2 separate regions of the Sus scrofa genome follow, and region 2 is linked to region 1. Evidence: chromatin contacts called from public HiChIP or PLAC-seq data. All regions are on one chromosome and are shown on one strand. Each heading gives the region's core, a stretch centred on a gene start, on an enhancer-like site or on the middle of the called end of the contact. The rest is flanking DNA. Distances are from core to core; before and after follow the strand shown.

Region 1 (4,603 bases), core at 524-3,023:
CTATTGGGAGAGACCATGATGGACGATAATATGAGAAAAAAAAATGTGTATATATCTATACTATATCTATATCTATATATCTATATCTATATCTATCTGACTGGGTCACTATGCTGTGCAGCAGAAATTAGCACAACACTGCAAACCAACAATATTTACTAAAAATGAATAAATAAGTAAATAAAATCACAGATGGGCCGACCTCTGTGGAACTGCATGGTCAGCCTTTGCTGCTCCGTCTTCCAAGCGTTTCCCCATGTTAAGTTCTCAGAAATGCCACACTGCAGCTCTGAGCTCACCTCCACCAGCCCCTTCCCCTGGCCACACAATATGACTTCACAGAGGCAGCTCCCCTGCTGTAGGACAGTTTCTCAACCCAAGCCCATCACAAGGGCCAGAGTCTCTAAAGCACTTCATCTTGCCTTCAGGCTGCAACCTTCAGAATTTTCAATGGATTGTCACCACCGTTATGCCCCTGAATCTGACTTGTCACAGAATTTGATCATGTCCTTCCTTTAGACTGTCCCTGAGTTCCCCTCTCTCCTTTTTTCTTTGTCTTTTTCTTTCTTTCTCATGGATACTAGGCAGGTTTGTTACCACCGAGCCACAATGGGAACTCCCCCTCTCTGCTTCTTCCTTGCTCACTTTGATGAAGCCAGCTGCCATGCTGTGACCTGCCCTATGGATGGGCCCAGTGACAGGGAGCTGGAGACAGTCAACAGCCCATGGAGACCTGAGTCCTGCCAACAGACCCATGTGTCAACTTGGAGGTGATCCTTCCCCTCCAAGGAGCAGGCGAGGCCTTGAGCTTATCATGATTCCGACCAACACCTTCATGGCAGAGGGTCAGGCACGGCAGAGGAATCCAGCCACAGAAACCAAATCAGCTCCAGGCAACTCCTGTCAAGGAACAGAGATGATCTTGCTCCTGAGGCTTCCCATTTAGGGAAATGAATCTAAGTTTTCACCATTCAGAATTTTTTTTCTTCTGATACACACTGTATTAGGGTTTTTCTGAGAAACAAAAGAAAGAGAGGGAGAGAAAGAGAAAGAGGGTGGCATGAGGGTGGGGTGGGTGGGATTTACTTTAAGGAATTGCTCACACAGTTGTAATTCCAAAATCTGCAGGGTGAGCTGGCAGGCTGGAGACCCAGGGAAGAGCTGGCAGGATTCCCTCTTGCTCTGGGAGGTCAGTCTTTGTTTTATTAAGGCCTTCAGCTGATTGGATAAGGCCCATCCACATTCCATAAGGTAATCAGCTTCCATAAAGTCCAGCGGATTTAAATGTTAACTCATTCACAAAACACCTCCACAGAAACATCCAGAACACTGTTTGACTATCTGGACACCACCGTGGCCCAGCCAAGGTGACATAAAAGTAACCATTAGATATACTCTACAGCTGCTTAAATAAATGCCCTTCTAGTTCCAATTTATTAAGGGCTTTGCATAAATCCTGAGTTCGTGTTGAATTTTATCAAACAATACTTTCATATTACTATTCTCATTTGAGCTCTACATTGTGACTTACAATTGATAAGTTTTCTAAAAACCCTTCTTGCATCGTGGAAATAAATCCAACTTGATAAGAAAAAAGAAGTGTTTCTCAATTTACCCTTTGCTCACCATTCCAATTGCCACCACCCATGTTGGGCAATGGGAAGAGTGCTGGCCCTGTGCCAGGACTGGTGATGAGACAGCCTGCAGGGCCTTTCGGTCGTCCCTGGCCATCTCTGGGCCTGACTAGGGAGGGGCCCACAGGCCGCAGGCAGAGCCTTGCACAATCCACATGGAGCCTGTGGGTGGGAGCTGATAGCTGCCTGAGTCACAGTGCTCACCCAGATTGAGGTGGGGCAGATGGGGTGGACCTCCTGGTAGTCAGGGGGCCCAGGTAACAGCAGCTTGCGGAGGGTGGGGAGTGAGATGAACACTCATGCGCGCACACACACACACACACACACACACACACACACACACACACTCTCACACAGGACATGTGGCCCTGAGCCTGGGCCCAGCCCACTCTGGGGGCTGTGTGGCACTCCTTGGCTCTCTCTGGCTTTAGTGAAAATTCCTCCAGAGTTCCCATCGTGGCTTAGCAGGTTAAGGACCTGACCCTGTCTCTCTGAGGATGTGGGTTCAATCCCTGGCCTTGCTCAGTTGGGTACAGGATCCAGTGTTGTCACAAGCTGCAACATAGGTTGCAGATGTGGCTCGGACTCAGTGCCCTCAAGGTGAAGCTTGATTCAACCCCTAACCTGAGGAACATCCCTTAAAAAAAATTCCCCCAAAGGAACAAGTCTTTTTTTCCACTTGTCTCCCTCCTCACTCTCCAGAGCACAGGGGCTCTGAGTCAGCCCGACTTCAAGGTTGAGGGCACGGTCCTCCAGACGGCCAGGACTTCTGACCCCCACTTGAGGAGGAGCTAAGGGAACAGCCCATACAAGATTGCCGTCACCTCCGACGCCAGCTACAAGTTTGGGGATCCCTGGAACCAACCCTACTTCAGAGCAGCTGGCACCAAGACCACCCTCAGGTTTGATAATTTGCTAAGACAACTCAGAATTCAGGAAAGCTCTACACTTAGGATTATGGCATGTTTGGATTTATTTATTTATTTATTTTTTTGTAGTGAAAAGATACAAATTGAAGTCAGTCAAAGAAAGAGATCACAGGGCAGAGTCCGGGCATAGGGCTAATGGGAGCTCCCAGCTGTCCCCCCTCTGTGGAGTCACAATCAGCATTCTCACCTCCTGGTCCCAGTGTGTGACAATTGGCCTATTACCAATCAGGGGGCCTGAGACGTTGGTGTCCAGGGTTTACCAGGGTGCCACCACCTGCTGCCCGCATGGCTGACCTTCAACCTCCAACCCCCAACCCCTCTGGGAGGTCAGGCTAATAGCTTTAGTCCCAGTTCCTCTGGAGGTTGGAACTGACCTGCCTGTTCCAGAGGCCTCATCACAAATCATACTGACAAACTGTCCAGCAGCCAAAGCGGGCAAACAAAGACACTCCCATCACACAGGCCATTCCAGGAGCCAGCCCTCTCTACAGGTCAGGTTAATTCTTCACAATACAATAGGGCATGCTCCAGAATCAGTGCCCAAAGATGTGGGGTGGTGGGGCTGTTAGAAGCCTCACATTGATTTTAAAGCCTCCAGTTCCAGGTCTGGCTTTGCCACTTCTGAGTTTAGTGACCTTGAGCAAGTCGCCAAGGACCGCTGGGAACATTACGCAGGTGAACAATTTTTTTTTTATTGTCTTTTTAGGGCCACACTCCTGGCATATGGAAGTTTCCAGGCTACAGGTCTGCCAGGCTACGCCACAGCCACAGCTATGCGGGATCCAAGCCATGTCTGCAACCCACACCACAGCTCATGGCAACGCCAGATCCTTAACCCACTGAGCAGGGCCAGGGATCAAACCCTCATTCTCATGGATACTAGTTGGGTTCGTTAGGCGCTGAGCCACGATGGGTACTCCTAGCTGAACAAAATTTGGGTTTGTTGATACTCATTGCAACCGAGGAGGCTGCACACTGTGGGGAACTATGGGATGTCTTGGTAAGTGGGAGGCAGGAGGAGTTTATTGCAGGATTTGGGCTTGTGTGCGGTGATTTAGAGTGTTTAAAAAAAAAAATTAACAGAAGCCTCAGACAGAGTCGGGGAGGCAGAAGGGGGAGCTCTCCTGCTCTAGAATGATAGCAGAGCCCAACAGGAAGAAGGCAGATGTCTTTCCTGGCAAAGGACTCAGCCAATGAACAGCCCTGGACTTTACTGTAGCCTTCCCAACTTTCCTTTCCTCTCTGTAAAAGTGTCCTCCTCCCTTGCACATGGTTCACCATGGCCCAGAATTGCACTTCTCTGCAGATCCTGGATAAACCCATCTTCATTGGAGAAATAGCTGACGATCTGTTGATTTCAGGTCAAGAATGGAATGCTCAAGGAAGCAAAGTGTTGCTCTGGCTTGGGTGCTGTCAGAAAGTGAGGGCAATTCTGGAGTTCCAATTGTGACTCAGCGGGTAAAGAATCCCACATAGTCTCTGTGAGGATGCAAGTTCAATCCCTGGCCTTGCTAAGCAGGTTAAGGATCTGGCATTGCCGTGAGCTATGGTGTAGGTTGCAGATGCAGCTTGGATCCAGCATTGCTGTGGCTGTGGTGTAGGCCAGCAGGTGCAGCTCCAATTTGACCCCTAGCACAAGAACTTCCATATACCGTGGCTGCAGTCCTAAAAAGAGAAAAAAAGAAAGTGACGCTAATTCTATGACTAGGTATCTTAATTTTGATCTAGGAGGTGAGGGAATGGGAAATTCAACCCCACCTGTTATTCTCTGGAGAGGAGCTGGAAATTGAGTTTATAATCAATCATGCATATATAATAAAGCCTTGATAAAAATCCCGATAATAGGGAGTTCGGGGAGCTTTCAGGTTGATGAACACATACACATGGGGAGGGTGACACACCACAATTCCACAGAGACAGAAACTCATGCACTGGGAGGCTTCCAGACCTTGCCCTAGGTACGTCTTCAGGCTGTTCCTCAATATACAATAAACTGCTAAAGGTGTTTCTCTGTATTCTATGAGCCATTCTAGCAAATTA
Region 2 (4,959 bases), core at 1,762-4,261, 140 kb before region 1:
GGGCAGCAGGGCGCATAGGAGGGGGCAAGCTTGGTGCTACCCCAGATTCCCCAAAGTGGGGAATCTCCTGCACCAGAACCCCTGGACAAGCAGTTTTCTGGGTCCTGCTCCAGATCCCCCAGGTTGTGCTTGAGGCCAGGAAACAGCAAATGAACAACTTCCCTGGAGCCTAAGGTTCACTGCTCTAGGCTTCACTGCATCATTCCCAGGACAGAAGCAGAGCAGAGAGGGTACTTGAGAATAGGTATGATGGAAGAAGAAATAACAGTGGCAGCCTGGCATCAAGGGAAGAGAAAAACTGACCAATCAAATGAAGCCACAGAAACGGAGTTGCAGAACCAGGGCTAGATCTGTGGCTGCCCAGGATGAGAACACCTGGATGTGCATGGGGATAATTCTGGATAATCAAGAGAAGGATAAGGAAGATAATCCTTCTGTTTCTCTCAGAATAAAATCTATGTGCTTCCCTAAGTCAAGAGTTTCCACCAGCAGGCCCTCCCAGCCCATCCCCAGCCTCCAGTCTCCCTGAACCGGCCAGAAACCTCTAGCCTTCATCTGCCTTGCCCTTCCCCCAACTGTCTGCCAGGCTAGTCCCTTCATTCTGTAGGTCTGAGCTTCATGCATCTGCTCAGAGAGACTGCCCCTCACTACCCATCTGAAGGAGGACCACCCCTGCTGTGGGGCTCTGCAACTGTTTCCTTCATCTTTGTTTCAACTCCAGTTGTTTCTTACTGTAGCTCATCCATGCATCCCCACTCCCTCCGCAGTTAAGCTCCAGGAAGGCAGCAACAGGGCCTACCTATCTTGGTGCTCTTAACTCTAAAGGGCCTGGTACCTGACACATGGTGTGTGCGGAAGCAATGGGCCTGAGGACCCAGCCGTGGTGCACAGCGGACAGACAATGTAAGGAAACCTTTCCGCCTTTCACTCTCCTTGGGAGGAGAACACAGTGCGGTGTGTACTGTCTTTCCCAAAGATTACCATCAAAAGGAAAAAACCCCAGGAGGTTTGGTGTCTGTAGGGGAAAAGTGTCACTTATGGGGAAACATGCCCCACATGGTATCCTGCCCCAGTGCTGCCTTCTCAGTCTATGTGTATGTGAGAGAGAAAGAGACAGAGAGACAGGCAGGGTTGCTTCCTTGGCTTGTGTCCTTGTTTCGTGTGGTTAACAGCCTGTGCTCTGAGACCAGGCTGTCTGGTTTGAATCCCACTTAGTCACTTCCTAGCTGCTTCAGTTATCAGTCACCTTGAAACTCAATAGCTTAAACAACTTAATATTTTCTCTGGTCTGAGGGTTGACTGGGCTCAGCTGGGGGGGGGGTGTCTCGATGGGGATCTATCACAAAGTGAAAGTAAGATGGCAGCTGGGCCTGGGACCATCTGAAGGTTCCACCGAGCTGGTCATGCAGGACAGCTTTGCTCCCATCTTAGCTGGAACAGCCCAAGGAGGCTAAGCCTCTCGGCCATACCACATGACTCCCTTGGGTTCCCCTCACATTTTGATGGTCTTAGGGCAGCTGGACTTCTTAGATGGTGGTTGGTGTCCCCAGAACAAACGTGCCAAGAGATGCCAGTGGAACGCTCGGGGCTTCTTATGACCCAGACTTGGGAAGTCATAAAGCATCACTTTTGGTGAATTCTACTAATCAAAAAGTAAATCAGAAGCATCCCAGATTCAAGAGAGGAGACTGAACCAGGGCACAAGTCCCAGAAGGCATGGCTCATGGTTGGCAGTGGTGGGAGGAAGAGCCATCTTTTGAGACTGGCTACCACACCTGCTACAGGGCTGTGGACTTAGCCTCTTTGTGTCTAAATCTTCTCTACTATAGAATGGGATAACAGATCCTACCTCACAGAGCTTTGTGAGGAGCAAAGGAGTTCATAATAGATAGGGAGTGCCCTTTGTGCTCAATATGTTAATGACCTGACACTGCCTCCACGAAGATGCGAGTTCAATCTCCGGCCTTGCTCAGGGGGCTAAGGATCTGATGTTGCCATGAGCTGCAATGTAGGTCACAGATGTGGCTCAGACACAGTGTTGCTGTGGCTGTGGTGTAGGCCACAGCTGTAGCTCTGATTCAACACCTAGACTGGGAACTTCCATATGCCATGGGAGCAGTTGTAAAAAGGAAAAAAAAAAAATTCTATCTATCTATCTATCTATCTATCTATCTATCCATCTATCTCACTTAACAATGCACTGTGTAAGTATTGGCTATTATTATTATTATTATTATTATTATTGTTACTCAAAAGCAAACCTTCTCTCTCATTAATCTCTGTATCCCAGTGTCTATGAAATGTTTGATGATATTGAGCTAATCTCCATGGGAAGTAAGAGAAGTACCCTCCGCTCCACTAAAAAAATTTGTTTTTCATGTAAAAGTCTAGGAAGGTTTAAAGTTTGGGTGGAAGCAGTCATTTCCCATGATCAAGCATGCATTTAAAGTTTTAACAAAAACTAAAAATAGCTTCTGGGGCTTGGTGAATGCCATTCTGAGTCACAGTCATGACGTGTTCACAGTAGGGGCTGAAGCAGCCCCACTCGTAGTGTGGAATTTCCCGTGGCACCGGCGGAAAAGGAGCCATGAATGTGTTTGTCAGCAAACTTCCCTGAAACAGAAAGAAACCAGGATTTCCTGTTGGAGGCCCAAGAAGTGAATGATGTCCAACCTCAGACTGTCCTCAGCTCTGGCCCAAAAACAGGATCTTCCAACAAATCCTCAGAAGTCAGCCCCAGGCCCTGGGGATGTGTGCTTTTCTCATGTTGCCATATTCAAACAAAGCTCAGTGATAAGTCATTGAGCTCAAGCTCTAATATAAAAATGGCTTTTTTCTTAGCCTGTGGACATACACTCTACTCCACAGAGTTCTTTACTGCGTTACCCACTACCTCCTATCTGTCAATATTCTGTGCCACCTTCAGGATCAACCCAGGCTCCTGCCACATACCCACCAGCAACATACTCATACACCAGCCATGCGCTTAACTCCCATGCCTCCAGAGGGCCCCAAGTTCACACATCTTCCAGTTCTTGCAACCTCTTCTGCCCCCTGGGAGAGAATAACAATAGTAAGGGCGGCCAGGCCACCTTTCCCTTGACTGTGCACCAGGTAGGTACTGTGCTAAGAATGTCACATCATCTCACTTCATCCTCACACCAACCTGGGAGGCCCTGACCTTGGAGGCTGATGAACTCACCCATTTACCTGGAGTCTCTGATCAAAAAGAGCTGCCTCATAAGGTTAGACATACAGATCAGTGAAACAGAACTGAGAGTCCAGAAATAAATCTTCACATTTACAGCCGATCGATTTTCAACAAGAGTGCCAAGACAATTGAAGGGGGAAGGTATTGTCTTTTCAATGAATGGTGCTGGAACAACTAGATACACATGCAAAACAAGCTGGAACCCAATTGCACACCATATACAAGAAATTAACTTAAAATGAATCAATGATGTAAATATAAGTGCTAAAATTATAAACTTCTTAAAAATATATAAAGTAAATTTTCATGAGCTTGGGTTAGGGCAAAAGCACAAGTGGAAAAAATGAAAATAGATAATCTAGACTTCATTAAAATTAAAGATTTACTCCCAAGGCAACAGAAATAAAAGCAAAAATAAACCAATGGGACCTCGTCAAACTGACAAACTTTTGCACAGCAAAGGAAACCATAAAAAAACAAACAAAAAGACAACCTAAGGAATGGGAGTAAATAGTTTCAAATGATGCAACTGACAAGGGCTTAATCTCTAAAATATACAAACAACTTATATAACTCAACAGCAAAAAAACCAAACCAACTGAAAAATGGGCAAAAGACCGAAAGAAACATTTCTTCAAAGAAGATATACAGATGGTCAACAAGCACATGAAAAAATGCTCAATATCACTGATTATTAGAGAAATGCAAATCAAAACTACTATGAGGTACCACCTCACACCAGTCAGAATGGCCATCATTAGTAAGTCCACAAATAACAAATGTTGGAGAGGATGTGGAGAAAAAGGAACCCTCCTGCACTGTTGGTGGGAATGTAAACCGGTACAACCACTATGGAAAACAATATGGAGGTACCTCAGAAAACTATACATAGAACTACCATATGACCCAGCAATCCCACCCCTTGGGCACATATCTGGACAAAACTTTCCTTGAAAAAGAACCACTCACCTGTATGTTCATCACTGCGGCACTATTCACAATAGCCAAGACATGGAAACAACCTAGATGTCCATCAACAGATGAATGGATTAAGAAGATGTGGTATATAAACACAATGGAATACTATTCATCCATAAAAAAGAACAAAATAATGCCATTTGCAGCAACATGGATGGAACTAGAGACTCTCCTACTAAGTGAAATAAGTCAGAAAGAGAAAGACAAATACCATATGATATCACTTATAACTGGAAACTAATATGTGGCACAAATGAACCTTTCCACAGAAAAGAAACTCATGGACTTGGAGAACAGATTTGTGGTTGATGAGAGGGTGGGGGGAGTGGGATGGACGGGGAGTCTGGGATTAATAGATGCAAACTATTGCCTTTGGAATGGATAAGCAATGAGATCCTGCTGTATAGCACTGGGAACTATCTCTAGTCACTTGTGATGGAGCACGATGGAGGATAATATAAGAAAAAGAATGTGTATATATGTGTGTGTGTGTGGTGTGTGTGACTAAAAGTGTGTGGGTGACCCAAAGTGTGTGGGTCACTTTGCTGTATAGTAGAAAACTGACAGAACACTGTAAATCAACTACGATGGAAAAAATAAAAATCATTAAAAAAAGAAAATCAAATTAAAGACTTTAATGCTTCAGATGATACCATATAGAAAGTGAAAAGACAACTCAGAAAATGAGACAAAATATTTGCACATCATATATTTGACTAGTACATAGGATAAAGAAAGAATGTTAAAACTCAACAACTAAAAGATAATCC

What was found. HiChIP or PLAC-seq counts read pairs in DNA pulled down with a chosen protein or histone mark.
Region 2: a contact with region 1 is called in an H3K27ac HiChIP or PLAC-seq map of alveolar macrophages. The contact joins two enhancer-like sites. A contact is called at or near these places in 2 of 47 Hi-C or Micro-C datasets (embryonic fibroblasts and heart right ventricle) and 1 of 2 datasets of contacts at active chromatin or transcription factors (alveolar macrophages).

What each region holds. Positions count from the first base shown.
Region 1 is chr1:129,273,596-129,278,198 of Sscrofa11.1, reverse strand. No RefSeq gene overlaps it. Among named protein-coding and RNA genes, the nearest start is that of PLA2G4E, 13 kb to the left of the region's middle. Within about 2 kb of position 1,773, at least 19 of the 83 cell types and tissues checked have an H3K27ac peak or open chromatin away from gene starts, as enhancers often do. A contact at or near this core is called in alveolar macrophages and embryonic fibroblasts, where this site is marked.
Region 2 is chr1:129,418,188-129,423,146 of Sscrofa11.1, reverse strand. The region is part of intron 3 of EHD4 (EH domain-containing protein 4); the gene reads right to left. Among named protein-coding and RNA genes, the nearest start is that of SPTBN5, 41 kb to the left of the region's middle. Within about 2 kb of position 3,011, at least 17 of the 83 cell types and tissues checked have an H3K27ac peak or open chromatin away from gene starts, as enhancers often do. A contact at or near this core is called in alveolar macrophages and embryonic fibroblasts, where this site is marked.